Regions from separate parts of the Mus musculus genome. Here region 2 is linked to region 1. Evidence: chromatin contacts called from public HiChIP or PLAC-seq data. All regions are on one chromosome and are shown on one strand. The core of a region is the stretch at or near the end of the contact, and the rest is flanking DNA. Distances in the headings are between cores, read along the strand shown.

What was found. HiChIP or PLAC-seq counts read pairs in DNA pulled down with a chosen protein or histone mark.
Region 2: a contact with region 1 is called in an H3K4me3 HiChIP or PLAC-seq map of stem cell-derived neural progenitor cells, with 36 read pairs. The contact joins the enhancer-like site here to the promoter of Bbs5 in region 1. A contact is called at or near these places in 5 of 39 promoter capture datasets (the C10 cell line, embryonic stem cells, liver and 2 more), 4 of 15 datasets of contacts at CTCF or cohesin (the G1E-ER4 cell line, embryonic stem cells and pro-B cells), 83 of 484 Hi-C or Micro-C datasets (the AML12 cell line, B cells, the BV-2 cell line and 40 more), 15 of 115 datasets of contacts at active chromatin or transcription factors (the NIH/3T3 cell line, astrocytes, bone marrow-derived dendritic cells and 5 more) and 5 of 9 other capture datasets (adipose tissue, embryonic stem cells, liver and 2 more).

The regions. Positions count from the first base shown.
Region 1 is chr2:69,645,750-69,648,724 of GRCm38.p6, forward strand. It overlaps Bbs5 (Bardet-Biedl syndrome 5 (human)), which reads left to right and starts at 1,422. Exons shown (of 12, transcript NM_028284.3): 1 at 1,422-1,593. The coding sequence starts at 1,535.
Region 2 is chr2:69,759,706-69,762,680 of GRCm38.p6, forward strand. It overlaps Ccdc173 (coiled-coil domain containing 173), which reads right to left. Exons shown (of 9, transcript NM_001077684.1): 8 at 2,017-2,181. Among named protein-coding and RNA genes, the nearest start is that of Ccdc173, 28 kb to the right of the region's middle. Within about 2 kb of position 1,521, at least 12 of the 459 cell types and tissues checked have an H3K27ac peak or open chromatin away from gene starts, as enhancers often do. A contact at or near this core is called in neural progenitor cells, neural stem cells, regulatory T cells and 2 more, where this site is marked.

The DNA.
Region 1 (2,975 bases), core at 172-2,671:
CGACTGCTCTTCCGAAGGTCCAGAGTTCAAATCCCAGCAACCACATGGTGGCTCACAACCATCCGTAACAAGATCTGACTCCCTCTTCTGGTGTGTCTGAAGACAGCTACAGTGTACTTACATATAATAATAAATAAATAAGTCTTTAAAAAAAAAAAAAAAAAAAAAAGATGTGTGCCATTACTTCCAGCAGCATACCAAATCCCATGTCACCTTTTTTTAAAGGTGAGCATGGTGGTTCACACTGCAATCCTAGTACTCAGGAGGCTGAGCAGGAAGATGAACGTTAACAGGATTTGAATAATATAATAAATCCTAAAACCAAAACACCATAGTGCATTAAACAAGTAGCTGGGTAGAGAGGCTCTAATCCCAGCATTCTGGAGCTGAGGTGGGAGGGTTGATGGGAGTTCAAAGCCGCTACATCGTAAGTTTCAGGCCAGTTTGGCCCACAAGTGAAACCCTGTCTTGGAGAATACAAACAGCAAATGAAGTGTTCTGTGTGCTTACATACTCAGTTATACATAATGTGAACCCGTGACCCAGCTAGAGTTTAAAAGGCAAGTGTTTTCACGTCACTCTGCTTATGGAACCATGAGAGGCTCCTGAGTATGCCCAGGAGACCCCAGATCACTCTTTGTGAAGCAGTAATTTATTTAACGTGTTACTTGTTTATTGATAATTTTCATATAGTAAAAGAAAGCCATTTGATTCGTTTAAAAATATATAAAGTATGTTTATAATCCCAGTATTAGGGAAACTGAAGCTGTTACATTTCGAGGCCAGTCTGGGCCACAAAGGGAGACCATGTCAAAAAAAAAAAAAAGAAAGAAAAAGAAAGAAAGAAAGGAAGGAAGGAAGGAAGGAAGGAAGGAAGGAAGGAAGAAAGGAAGAAAGGAAGAAAGGAAAGGGGGAGGGGGAAGGGGAGAAGGGGGAGAGGGAGGAGAGACAGAGACATAGTTTATCTTGTACTCTGTGCTGCACATTGATCAATGCGGTGAACTTTAAGAATCAGGTGTCTACGTTTTGTTTGCTCACAATAGAGGGACCCCAGAGCTGATTTGTGAAATAGGACGCAAGGGCTGGCACTATACGAATCTAGGGAAGCAATGGTTCTGACCAGATGTAGTAGGACCTCTAACAGGTTCTGAGCCTCGGGCTGGAATGTAGCCAGAGATCCAGGCCACCAGGGTATGGGAGGTGGGCAGGGTCAGAGCCCCATCAAACCAGTAATGTAATTTGATGAAGTTAAGATTTCTAAATGGTGTAGGAAAACAGCAGGAAAGCTGAAATGGCTAAAGTTCTGCGCAGAGAACAGAGAGGTGACTCAGAAGTGAAGCAGCTTCCCAGCCACCCGCCTCAACAAGACCAAATGACGCAAACGGGCTGGGAAAAGAGCGCACACTACCTGGTGGAAGCTTGGGCCCCGGCGCCCGCCGTAGATGTCGTGACAAAGCCGGCGCGTTGCCTTGGCGCCCATAAGACGCCGCCGAGCAGCCACTGTGGATTTCATCGGCGAGCTCCCTCGGTCACCATGTCTGTGCTGGACGTGTTGTGGGAGGACCGCGACGTGCGCTTCGACGTGTCCTCGCAGTGAGTCTCAGGATGCGCTGAGACCCCGTGACTATGGTCCCCTGCGGTCTTCGGCCCTGCCCTGGCCAGCGGCCTATCTCAGTGTGCGCCCATCAAGGCTGTGACCCTCCGCGTCCTGCGGTGGAGGGGACATAGGGCAGGGATTCCGGAAAGCAGGGTTCTAGAACAAAATCCGGAATAGCATTGCACACTACGGGCCTCTGCACGGTTGGCGTGTCTGTAAAATGAGGGCGGTGGGAGTGAGAATTCTCCAAAACTCCCGACCACGCAAAGCTTGTGTCGGAGCTAAGATTTCATTTAGTCCTTATCTAAATCTTTGAGAGCTTGTTATAAAGAAGCCCTGTTTGTGGGGGAATATGCTTAAAAGAGGAGATGGTTAAAAACCCTTCCTGCCCAGAAATCAGGGAGGGGGTCGCTGAGATCGTGATGGAAAACATAGAAGCTGAAGTTCTTGGATCAATAACTACACGGCGCCTCAGCTGCTTCCTAATGGTGCTTTATCATGAGCACTGTCTCCTAAAATAGAAAAAATGAGATATTGGTACATTTCTCAGTCTTTGTAGTAACTGGATGCCTAACATAGTATTCGTTCCTTTTGGAAGTTGAGGGAGGAGGTATTTGTGAAATTACAAAGTACAGTAACTCATTACACACCTTCTATGGCTTTCCCTGTAGTTCAGGGAGTGCCGTGGGTCTTAATCCAGACGAACCCTGTTTTCATGAACATTTTCAGTTTACAGACATCTGTCTCAAAAATCAAGACAGGAAAATAAGAGGGGTTGATTATCACACACCCTTCCTCATTCTAGTGCAGGAGAGTAGTCGTCACACAGCTAACTCAAAGGATCAAACGAGCCTGTGGAGATAGAGTGCTTTCTGTGCGCATCATTCACAGTGGAGGTCAGAAGTTAATTTGCAAAGCCGGGCGTGGTGGTGCACGCCTTTAATCCCAGCACTCGGGAGGCAGAGGCAGGTGGATTTCTGAGTTCGAGGCCAGCCTGGTCTACAGAGTGAGTTCCAGGATCAGCCAGGACTGTACAGAGAAACCCTGTCTCGAAAAACCAAAAAAAAAAAAAAAAAGAAGAAGAAGAAGAAGAAGAAGTTAACTTGCAGAAGTCGATTCTCTCCTCTGACTGTGTGGGTCCCAGGGATGACAGACACTCAGGTCATCAAACTTGGTGGTAGCCACCTTTACTCGCTGACCCACTCACTACCCTCCTGAGGATACACCTCATACAACCCTTTTAAAAACCATCCTCTCCGTAACCGCCCGACGACCTTCCTCTACTTAGAAACCTCTGGGGGTTGTCCACCACTGTCCACAGATAAGGCCTATACTTATCATCCTGCAGTCTCAGGTTCTTTGACTCTTCTCCATAGTT
Region 2 (2,975 bases), core at 271-2,770, 110 kb after region 1:
GAGAGGCTCAAGATGTGACTCAGCAGTTAAGTGCATTGGCTCTTCCAGTGGATTAAGGTTAAGTTACAAGCACCCACAGGGTAGTTCACAACTGTCTAACTCCAGTTACAGGGTTTTCAACTCCCTATTCTGGTCTCCATAGGTACCAGTGCATGTGTGTGTGTGTGTGTGTGCGCGTGCGTGCGTGTGCGTGTGCGTGTGTGTACAGGCCCTCACACATATAAGTAACTGAATCCAGCACAAATACACACACACATTTTAAAAAATGCATCATAATCAAATAGGGTTAATCACAGGAATATACTGTTTCCATGTTTAAACTTGTTCAAGTGCTGGGAGGTAGTGGTTCAATGGATAAAATACTTGTCCTGCAAGCCTAATGACCAGAGTTTGGATCACCAAAACACAAAGAAAAGCAGGGCAGGTATGGAGGCTCCCTGTAATCTCCACACTCAGGAAGCTGAGATGGGATCCCTATCTCAGCTAAGCTAGTTGGAATCTGTAAACAGCAGGTTCAGATAGAGAACCTACCTCCAAAAATGGGAGAACAATTGAGAGAGATAGCCAACATCAACTTTGGGCCTAAGCACGCACGTGCACACACACACACACACACACACACACACACACACACACACACACACACACTCACAAAGAAAATAAACCAAGAGAGCCAGAGATACAGTTCAATGGTTTAAGAGCACTCTGCTCTTCCAGAGGACCCAGGTTAAATTCCCAGCACACACCTGTCTGCAACTCCAGTGTCAGGGGATCAGACACCCTCACACAGACATGTATTCAAGCAAAACACCAATGCACATAAAATAAAAATAAATAAGTGGAAAAAAAGAACAAATCAAAATAATTGTCAACAAGTTTAAATAAATACTTTGCAAAAGAAGTCAATAAATGCCCAACAAATATATGCAAAGTAGTTCTCTCAAGGCAGGTTAGGCCACTCCTCAGAACAGTTGGCATCCACTATGCCAATACCAAGGCTTGGGAAGAATGTGGAGTGACTTGTGCTCATTCATGCTGCTGATAGGAATGGGAGACAAGTGCATATTTGGAAAAGATTCTGCACAGAAGTGACCGGCCACCAGATTCTCCATCCATCATTTAAATCTCGGATATTCCTTTGTCTCACAATTGAATCCCACAAGACCCCAGTCAACATGGCTGTTGGGCTACTGTTCTAAAGTTGGGAAAATAATGTTTGCAAATCTAGCTAGAGGGAGACTGCATTAGGATGTGCCATAAAAAAGCAAAGGGGGAGAAAAGTGACACAAAAGATTCATGTTCAGAACCTATGAATAACCTGCATCAAAGGACGTGCACCAAAGCCCATGCCATGTGTCTACATCGTCCTTAGTATTTACTAAGCATAACAGGCTCTAAAGAAAGATAAAAAGTTGTGAACAAAACCCTAGAATGAGAACCGTGGGGAGCAGATGCAGTCCTGAGTGAATGCATACTGTTGCCATGAGCACCGACACAATGCCTCATGGAGTAGCAAATCCAGAAAAATGTCCATGGCAGTTTCTTCCTCCTGGATACTTACAGCCTCAGACTGCTTCCCTACAGACTCCCTACAGAGATGAACCAAGCCTGATTCCTTATTCGGCTGTATGTAATACTGCTCCTGTTTGAGCTGTATATAATAAACCTACTCCTCACTTCAGATGGGTGAAAGAGAGGAGCTGAGTTTCCAGGCGGTTGCTGGTGTGTCTTCATCAGAATACATGGCCCACTGGATCCCTGCTATTCTGTATGTATGTCTCAGGTTTCTTCTTTCCTGATGCCCCATAAGCTCAATCCTTAAGCCATCACAGCAGAGAATCACAGAACAGAGAGCCTTAAGCTAATTTCACACTTTTACTATGGTTTTATTGTGACGCCACAATGATCATTTATTTATTCCTGTCTGATGACGGAAACCACTTAAGAGAAAGGAATCCAAAAGGAAGTCTGTTGCCTATTTATCTGTAAAAATGATGGGGAAGTGAGAATACTTACTATTTGCTGAATGTGAGCATCCTGAATTTCCAGTTTCTCTCTGGTCACTTTGAGGCTTTTCTCCTTTTCAAGCTCCTGGAAGATCTTATCTGCCTTCAAGACAGCCTGCAATTGTTCCTTAGCCTCTATTTTCCTTTGTCTTTCTTCTTCCTCTTTATTTTTCATCTAGATGTTTAATGGCAAAGGAAAAAAACCTAAGTTTTAGCAACCAGTTTTCATTACAGAGGAATCAGAACGCTTCAAGCGCAGAGCCAGGAGCAGTGTGAAGACAGAGAACTATGCCTGTGGCTGGCTTAGATTGTTTTACTCTCTTGAATAGCAGAGGCATACTTAATGAAAGTGTAAGAAGAGTAATGTAGATCAATGTCTTTGATGAAAACCAACAACACACACAGTTGTGGGGGGTAATTCGTGCCTGTAATCTCAGCAGTGGAGATAAGGAAACCGAGGCAGGAAGATCATGAGTTCAACCCTCTGAGCCTGGGCCCACAGGAGACTGTGGGAGGGGGACAGGAAGCGGAGGAGCAGGTAGAAGAAAACACAGGAACAGAAGAGCCAGGTCTGAAGTACACAACTACTGGCATGGTAACAATTAACTGCTAGCATGTTTAGGAGCCATGTATGTTAATGTTCAGACAGACATGTAAGGAATAAAGAAGGAGATCCATTTACTAAGGTTAAGAAATACAGAAAAGGAATCGGGTAATTTATGGGGCTTTTCTTAAGACATTTAAAGGAACATACAAAGCAATCCTGTCTCTTAAGCTGGTTCTGAAGAAGAACTTGTTGTTTTGTATCCATAAATAGCTTGGCAGAGGGAAGGTATGGTGATTTGTGTATGCTTGGCCCAAGGCATGGCACTATTAGGAGGTGTGGCCTTGTTGGGGTAGGTGTGTCACTGTGGGCATGGGCTTTAAGACCCTCCTCCTAGTTTCCTGGAAGCCAGTCTTCTCCTAGTT